Regions from separate parts of the Sus scrofa genome. Here region 1 is linked to region 2. Evidence: chromatin contacts called from public HiChIP or PLAC-seq data. All regions are on one chromosome and are shown on one strand. The core of a region is the stretch at or near the end of the contact, and the rest is flanking DNA. Distances in the headings are between cores, read along the strand shown.

Region 1 (3,915 bases), core at 178-2,677, 180 kb before region 2:
TAAGCATTTGCCTATCATGAAGCAAGGAACAAAAGGCCAGGCAGAAACAGACAGCCTTTCATAGAACTGGGGGCAAGTCTCATGCCTCTTGACCAAATCTTTCCCATACTTTTCTCTCAATTTGCCACCTGGAGCTATAAAACCAGCCCCTTCTCCTTGCCCTTGAGGTATCTCCCAGGCTTTGGATTTTGTCTACATCGTGGTGATGCTCAACTACTTCCCACACTAACCACCCTGGTCCAGAGCCGTCACACGGGCCTAGAGGAATATTTAAAGAGGTGCTTCTCACCACCACTGCCACCTAAGCCCCAGGGGGCGACTGATTTTTATTCCCACCACCGACAAGAAACAAGTTTTCAATGCAATCTGTGTGCATGATTAAGAGACTAAGAGAGAGGTGGGCTTGTGCACGCTCAGCTCACCGTGGCAAACTTAAGCACCGCTGACTCGTATCACGAGAATGCATCCTAGTCTGCGGGCTCTTAGAGAAGATCTCACAGAGGCCCCAGCTCCTTCAAGGCAGGAAACGATGTACTGTGGATTGGCCTCCAAGCCTTTCCTTCCAAGCATGGCATCGGTTTGCCAAGAAGTTATATTCTTGCTTGAAGTGAAACTAAGAGAGCCCCTCTCTGTCTAAGGTCCTCTGAAGTTCACGGCAAAGGAGTGCCCCAGGAAAGTCCTGGTTATCAAGTTTGTTTCCCCACGACTTAGTGGGATCCCAACTTCTTATTAGGACTAGTCCTCATTTAAGAGAACCAGCTGCAAACCTGCGTCCTTCTAGTGCTCAGACAGCCCTCTTTTCCTGGGCTCTTTTGTCTCAGTCTTTCTTATCTACTTCTGCCAGAGAGACCACACAGAGTCTACTTAAGCCCCAGTAAGACACAAGTCTGCTTTCCCACATCATATTTGATTACTTTTGATTTCCAACCTCTCATTATCTAGGCAGAGACAGCCACACAAAACACTGCCGATCTGCGGAGTCCTGAAATCGTCACAGGTTAAAAGCAACACACAGCACTTCACTTTCCACCTGCACTTTGATTGCAGGAAACACAAGGATTGAAACTGACGTTGATAATCAGAGAAGGAAGACAGGTCGGTGGCATGTTTTTAATAACAATTAATTTTTGCAGGGGGAAATGAATTTGTTCCTAACATATTTCCCAAACCCTCATCAATTCTTATCCAGTTTCCTAGAAACAAACAGCTAATAAACTTAAAGTCTTACAAAAGTTTTGTCACAAGAACAAAAATGTTTTGCTGCTATAAACCGTAACAGCACATTTTTAAGAAGGAAAGCAAAAGAGTCACCCCGTTATCCATTCCCTTCCCAGCTCACATGTCAGAATTAGGTCAAATGCAACACTCCTGACTCCGTAGCCTGACGTCTGGAAAGGGCTGGGATCTGAATGTACCAGAAACACCATGAAATCACCCCTCCATGCCAGCCTCGCTCAGCTGACAGGCTGGAACTGACTGACTGTGAGCTATGTTGGGGAACAGGGGTTGGGCTTTTCTTGACGGTGAGACACTTCTGTACCTAGAACATTCTGATCCAGAGGACTGCACCTTAAGGAACTGGCAAGCTGACCAGGAAGCTACCAGCTGTTGAGAGCAGAACTCCTAGCAATTCTGAAAAGCAAAAGGTGAATGATATTTCTAACTATCAAAAGGGGGAGGAAAACTTGTTTTAGAGACCAGGAATTCACCAAAATTGCAAGCAGGAAACACTGAGCAAACACTGAAAGTGGCATACCTTGTGAAAAACAAGTATTCATTAATCACGCAGTCATATGACTGAAAGATCTCATAGATCAGTTTTCTTTCAAGTCAGCAAGTCATTTCATTCTAGCTTACGTGATGGTTTCCAAAGAAGTAGGAAACTATCTTTCAGAGCAGGGATTTACAAACCTCAAGTGTGTATGTCAGAGTCAAGGGGGCTAATAAAGAACACAGAGACCCAGACCTGCTGAAGCAGGAAAGAGCTGGGCTTCTGTATTTTTACCAAATTCTCCCGTCATGTGGATACACACGAAGTTTGAATATGCTAAGTCTTTGCAATGTAATTAGAATCACTCTGGGGATGTTTTAAAAAAATCCCAACACCCAGACCACACCTAATACCAATTAAATCAGAATCCCTGAGGGTGGGTCCAAGTGGCAATAGTTTTAAAAATTCCCTGTGACTCCAACGCACAACCATGTATCAGTGCTTCTCAAACCCGAATGTGCACAGAAGTCACCTGAGGATCTTGTCAAACTGCAGCTCTAATTCAGCAGAGCCAGGGGCACCCAAGAGTCTGCATTTCTGCTCCCAGGTGATGGCAATGCTGCTGGTCTGGGGACCACATTTTGTGCAGCTGTGTGATACACCTACACTGTCCAATAGGCAGCCACTAGCCACACGAGGCTAGTCACATTTTAATTTAAATTCATTAAATTTAAAATGCAGCTCCTCAGTCACATAAACCACACTGCAAATGCTCAACAACTGCATGTGATTAGTCACTGCCACAATATAGAGAACATTTCCATTACTCTGGAAAGTTCTTTTGGACACCAGAGCTCCGTCACCCAACCATTAAAAAGTATGTAGAACCTGTAAGAGGACCAAGTTCAGAGCAAGAGTATCAACGTATCAATGATTTAGTTGGACTTTTAGGGGATGGTTGAGGAGTGACCTAAAGCACTCGATTCTGGACATCACTGTCACCGGTATGGATGGAGGACTCAAAAGCATGCAGAGCATATGAGCAAATAATCCAAAATGGACAAAGAAAGTCTCCAAGGAGAGAAAGTCCAGAATAATATAAAACAAATCAGAAGCCAATAAGAAGACAACAAATTAAATAGGTATTAGTACCAAGTAATATACTTAGGGATGGCAGGAATGGGGAGTGAATAAAGTGTATAAGGTGGGAATAACTAGGAACATAGCAGAAAAGGGACTAGAGGCTAGGGCCCATGAGTTGTGAACAATAACAAAAATGCTTTATAAAAGCGTCGAACATAGTATTGGTCAGAACTACAATACTGGCTCAAGCCTCTTTTTTCCAACTCAAAAGAAGCTCAGAATAGAGTTGTAAAAAACACCTAAATATAAAAGTTTTTAAAGGAGTTCTTGTTGTGGCTCAGAGGCTATGGACCCGACTAGTATCCATGAGGATGCAGGTTTGATCCCTGGCCTCTCTCAGTGGGATAAGGATCTGGTATTGCTGTGAACTGTGGCATAGGTTGCAGACGAGGCTCTGATCCCACACTGCTGTGGTTGTGGTGTAGGCTGGCAGCTGTAGCTTCGATTAGACCCTTAGCCTGGGAACCCCGCCATATGCCAAAGGCTTACTATTACAGGAGTTCCTGCCATGGCTCAGTGGTTAACGAACCCAACTAGCATCCATGAGGACATAGGTTCGATCCCTGGCCTCATACAGTGCGTTAAGGATCTGGTGTTGCCATGAGCTGTGGTGTAGATCACAGACTCGGCTCAGATCCCGTGTTACTGTGGCTGTGGCATAGGCCGGCAGCTACAGCTCCCATTGGAGTCCTAGCCTGGGAACTTCCATACGCCGCAAGTGTGGCCCTAAAAAACAAAAAGCCAAAAAAAAAAAAAAATTAAAAAAGGGCTTACTATTACAGAAAACCACAGCGAAGAAGGTACCCAGCAAAATACCTCAAGCATACAATGTATAACTAATTATGCCAGCTTTCTAATAAAGAAACAAAAGCTGAAGCTGATCTGCAGCAAGACTGAATTGACGCCATAGCCACAGCAACAGCAATGCCAGATCCGAGCCACGTCTTCGACCTACACCACAGCTCACGGCAACACTGGATCCTTAACCCACTGAGCAAGGCCAGGGATTAAACCCGCATCCTCATGGATACTAGTCAGGTTCATTACTGCTGAACCACAAT
Region 2 (4,426 bases), core at 1,884-4,383:
CTACAGAGGTTTGCTGTTGAAGATACAAATTCCTATTTTTAAAATTTTATTGAAGTCTAGTTTTACAGTGTATTAATTTCTGCTATACAATGAAGTGATTCAGTTACACATATGTGTGTATGTATGTATGTATATAATTTTTCCATTATAGTTTATCACTGGATGTTAAATATAGTTCCTTATACAGCAGGACCTTGTCATTTATCCCTCCTATACATAATAGTTTGCATTTGCTAACTCCAAACTCCCAACTTCCCTCCCCAACCCCCAAATTCTAATTGTGTGTTGGCACATGATTCCTTCACATGAGCAGCCAGAGGTCTGGCTGCCTGCAATACAGGGAGAAGGTTTGGACAGGAATAGTTGTGGACAGTTCACAACTGAGGGCATTCCTTCACTGGTGATCACTGGCAACTGCAAAAATAAAGGATGGTTGGGTTTTCTAGCCCATCGATTGTACATGAGGATGCTTCTAAGCAACGCTTGGCAGGCACAACCATCACATATTCACATGAGGATTGTCTGCTCAGTTTGCGGGCACCATTTTGAGGATGGGCAGACTGTTCTTGTTGGGTCTCCACTTCAACCTTTTTTGTTTTGACTTTTAAGGCCTCAGCGTACAACACTTTTATAATTAAAAAAAATCTCATAAGACACATTAGGTTAGCTAAAAGGAAGTACACCAGATTAATAATGATTCTGTGTAAGCTAACACCCAGTTCTGTTCTGGGGTGGGGGGCTGGTGGTGGTGGAATGGTTCAGGTCAAGGCACAGGAGCTAATGCTGAGAGAGAAGGGTGAATATTGATGCTCTCTGAGCCTGTCAACTGACCCTGTGTGGGAAAGCTGCCGAAGTTTCCCCTCTGTGCAAACCCACTCTGCTCTCAGAGCCCAGCTTCTCAGGTTGGTTTGATAGCTGATGGCTTTTATCCAGAGAAAGCAGCCACTTGAGCAAGCCTGAAACCTGTACTAATTCTCCACAGAGCATCACTTGCATCCCTTTTTTCTAGCATGAGAAGCAGGGATTGTGATGGAATAAGGGCATTGTGATGGGGCTGTGACCAAGGAGAAATGAGAAAGTAAGGAAGTTACTGCTGTGTGGGTTGTGAAGACTTGTGGCAAATAATATTCAAACACTGATTTTATTTTCCCCCATGGCACAAAGACATCTTGCTCCTTTCATTGACAACTCTTTTTTTTTTTTTTTTTTTCTTTTTACAGCTGCACTTGTGGCATATGGAAGTTCCCAGGCTCGGGGTTGAATCACAGCTGCGGCTGCCGGCCTATGCCACAGTCACAGCAATGTGAGATCTGAGCCATGTCTGTGACCTTCACCACAGCTCATGGCAATGCTGGATCCTTATCCCACTAAGCAAGGCCAGGGATCGAACCTGCAACCTCATGGTTCCTAGTCAGATTCATTAACCACTGACCCACGACGGGAACTCCTAGCCTGCTTGTTTTAATCAAAAATCTGTCTTCCAATATTTAGGGGCTCTCACAGAAAACCCAAGATGGTCAGTTCCTGAATAGATGCCATGTAAACACCAGATAAAACTTCTGAAGATTAAGGAAATCCTCAACTCCTAAGTATCCCCAGATTTTAAGTGCCACAGGCAGATGGGGAGTGGGGCAGGGGAGGGTGGGGAAGAATACTCTTTTTTTTTTTTTTAGCACCCGTCTTGTGGCATATGGAGGTTCCCAGGCTAAGGGGTCGAATCAGACCTGCAGCTGCCAGCCTACACCATGGGCAGAGCAAGACCAGATCCGAGCCACATCTGTGATCTAAACCACAGCTCACAACAACGGCAGATCTCCGACCCACTGAGCGAGACTGGGTATTGAACCTGCATCCTCATGGATACTAGTCAGATTTATTTCCCCTTAACCACAACGGGAACTCCCAAGAATACTCTTTTATTTCTAGAGAAATTGAGGTACAAAAGAGGGCCACACTTCATTCTTCTGAGTTGTGGAAGCAGTCAAATCCTGTGGAAGGTGCAAGATTTAGTGGCCCACACTCAGGGCTGTGCTTCGTGCCAGGCATTCTGTTAAGAACTTTTAAGTATTATCTTCTTTGATTTGTGAGGTGATGGCTATTATCTCCACTTTATATATAGATGAAGAAATGGAGGCTTAGAGAGTTTAAATAAATGGCCTCAGACTACGCAACTAGTGAGTGGCTAAGTCTAGATGCCCCCAGCCACTGCACAGCACTGCCTGGCCCACTTCCCCAGATCAAAGTCACCTTGGTCTACTATTTCTGGCACTAAATCCCCACGTGCTACCCTCTGGTTCTTTCTGGAAGCTGGCTCAAGCCCTTGCTGAATGGTTGAGTATTGCTACCATGTACTAGAGAACGCTGAGGCGTGGCAACTTTTTGGAGTCCCTTGCAGACTATTTTAGCAATGATCACTCACTTCTCCACGCTGTTCAGATGACCTACCCTGGCTTATGTGTCCACCACCCTGGTCACACGCACGTGCCTCCCTGGGAACGGCAGGCACTTGGCACCTCTTGCCGCCCAGGCCCCAGCCAAGCTCTTTGGAGTCAGGCCTCTTTAAGAGAGGAATGTGGTAGCAGTTACTTTACAGGCAGCTCAGCCTGATTATGGGGTGAGGCACTTACGTGCTGTCCAGTTGGGAGCTTCTGGGTAGCCCATTTACAGTGCTCAGAACTGGGGGTACCCTTGTCTCGGGTGCTTTGAGGTGATAACACTTGCCGCGCTCATTAACAGATAGGCGGAGCATGCTATCAAACTGTGGCACCTTGGAAAACCTGCAGAAACCCTCCTCTGGTTCCACACATAGGGGTTTCCCTTCTTCTGAAAATAGATATGCATTGTGTTAAAGAGGGACCCTAAAAATAGAGTGGAGCTGAATGGAAGAACTAAAGGACTAAACACAGACATTTCCCTTCTGATGTATTTGCTGCTTGTTTGTTCTGGGAAAGTCATCCTACCCAGCTTTCCTATCCTGTCTGTGTCTGTGATGATTTGGGGGGAAGGTGCTTGGAGAGTCTCAACAGGAAATGTGGGTCTGATGCTGGCTAGATCCTCAGTGCATTTGTGTTCTGAAATCTCAGGGCTGGATTAACTGTGACCCTAAAGGGCCTCTTGGCCTCCCAACCTAGATCATCTTTCTTTCCTGTTGCCTTTCTTGATGTTCCTGTTGCCTGGTGTTGAGCTGGATGTGGAAGACTCTGTCCCAGATGATTTAAAAACTGTTTATAGGCACCCTGCTCCTTTGATCTCCCCATTCCTCCCGCCAGTGGGCTTGGGTCAGCCAGGGATGTGATCACAGTGGTTAAGGGCATAGGTTCTGAGCCTGAAAGCCTGGGTTTGAATCCTGGCTCCATTACTTACTGGCTGATGGATAAGGACAAATCACTGAACTCTCTGATAAACCTCAGTCTCCTCACCTATAAAATGGGGATAATAAGAGTTATAAATAAATGGGTCTTAATTAAACTTGAAAAACCTTTGCACAATAAAGGAAACCGTTGACAAAATGAAAAGGCAACCTACGGAATAGGAGAAAGTTTTTGCAAACGACATGACTGGTGAGGGCATATCCAACATATATAAACAGCTCACAGTACTCAACATAAAACAACAACAACAACAACAACAACAACAACAACAAAACTCAGGAGTTCCTGTTGCTGCTCAGTGGGTTAAAAGCCTAACTAGTATCCACGAGGATGCAGGTTCAATTCCTGGCCTTACTCAGTGGGTTAAGGATCTGGTGTTGCCATGAGCTGTGGTATTGGTTGTAGACGTGGTTCGGATCCTTCACTGCTGTGGCTATGGCATAGGCCAGCGCCACAGCCACAGCAATGCCAGATCTGAGCCACATCTGTAACCCACCACAGCCCCCAGCAGCGCTGAATCCTTAACCCACCAAGTGAGGCCAGGGATCGAACCTACGTGCTCATGGATGCTAGTTATGTGGTTTGTTTCCACTGAGCCACAATGGGAACACCTCAGGTTTTTAAGTTAGCAGTGAAAAAAAGGATTGAGATAGCAGCAAAGTGTAGAAGCCTGGTAATGTTTCTTCCCTAGAGGGAGGTGGTCGCTAGCCTAATGGTTAGCGCATAGATAGCCTCCAGAGCAAGGAGCCTGGTGTGTTCCCATTGAACTCTCACACGTGGGAAGGAATGATAGATAACAGGCTCTGTGGGTCACGGCTCTCCAGATGATGTGTATGAATAGGTGTCCTCCTTCAGGTCACAAGGAGGCTTCCTGGAATAGCTTCAGAGTTCTTTGGGGGAGCTGATCCCCTTCAAGAGTAATATGCCTTATAAGGCCTGGGGTTGCATCTCAAACAATTTCAGGCTTATGTACATGGCCATACATTTGAGGCTATCCATATTAACCTTGTAACTTTCAAGGCTTTTTTTTTTCTTAGTATTTATAAAAGGTATTT

What was found. HiChIP or PLAC-seq counts read pairs in DNA pulled down with a chosen protein or histone mark.
Region 1: a contact with region 2 is called in an H3K27ac HiChIP or PLAC-seq map of skeletal muscle. The contact joins two enhancer-like sites. A contact is called at or near these places in 1 of 47 Hi-C or Micro-C datasets (epiblast stem cells) and 1 of 2 datasets of contacts at active chromatin or transcription factors (skeletal muscle).

The regions. Positions count from the first base shown.
Region 1 is chr7:89,092,788-89,096,702 of Sscrofa11.1, reverse strand. All of the region lies in intron 4 of FNTB (farnesyltransferase, CAAX box, beta), which reads right to left. Among named protein-coding and RNA genes, the nearest start is that of FNTB, 42 kb to the right of the region's middle. Within about 2 kb of position 1,427, at least 11 of the 83 cell types and tissues checked have an H3K27ac peak or open chromatin away from gene starts, as enhancers often do. A contact at or near this core is called in skeletal muscle, where this site is marked.
Region 2 is chr7:88,909,113-88,913,538 of Sscrofa11.1, reverse strand. All of the region lies in intron 1 of SPTB (spectrin beta chain, erythrocytic), which reads left to right. Among named protein-coding and RNA genes, the nearest start is that of SPTB, 43 kb to the left of the region's middle. Within about 2 kb of position 3,133, at least 6 of the 83 cell types and tissues checked have an H3K27ac peak or open chromatin away from gene starts, as enhancers often do. A contact at or near this core is called in skeletal muscle, where this site is marked.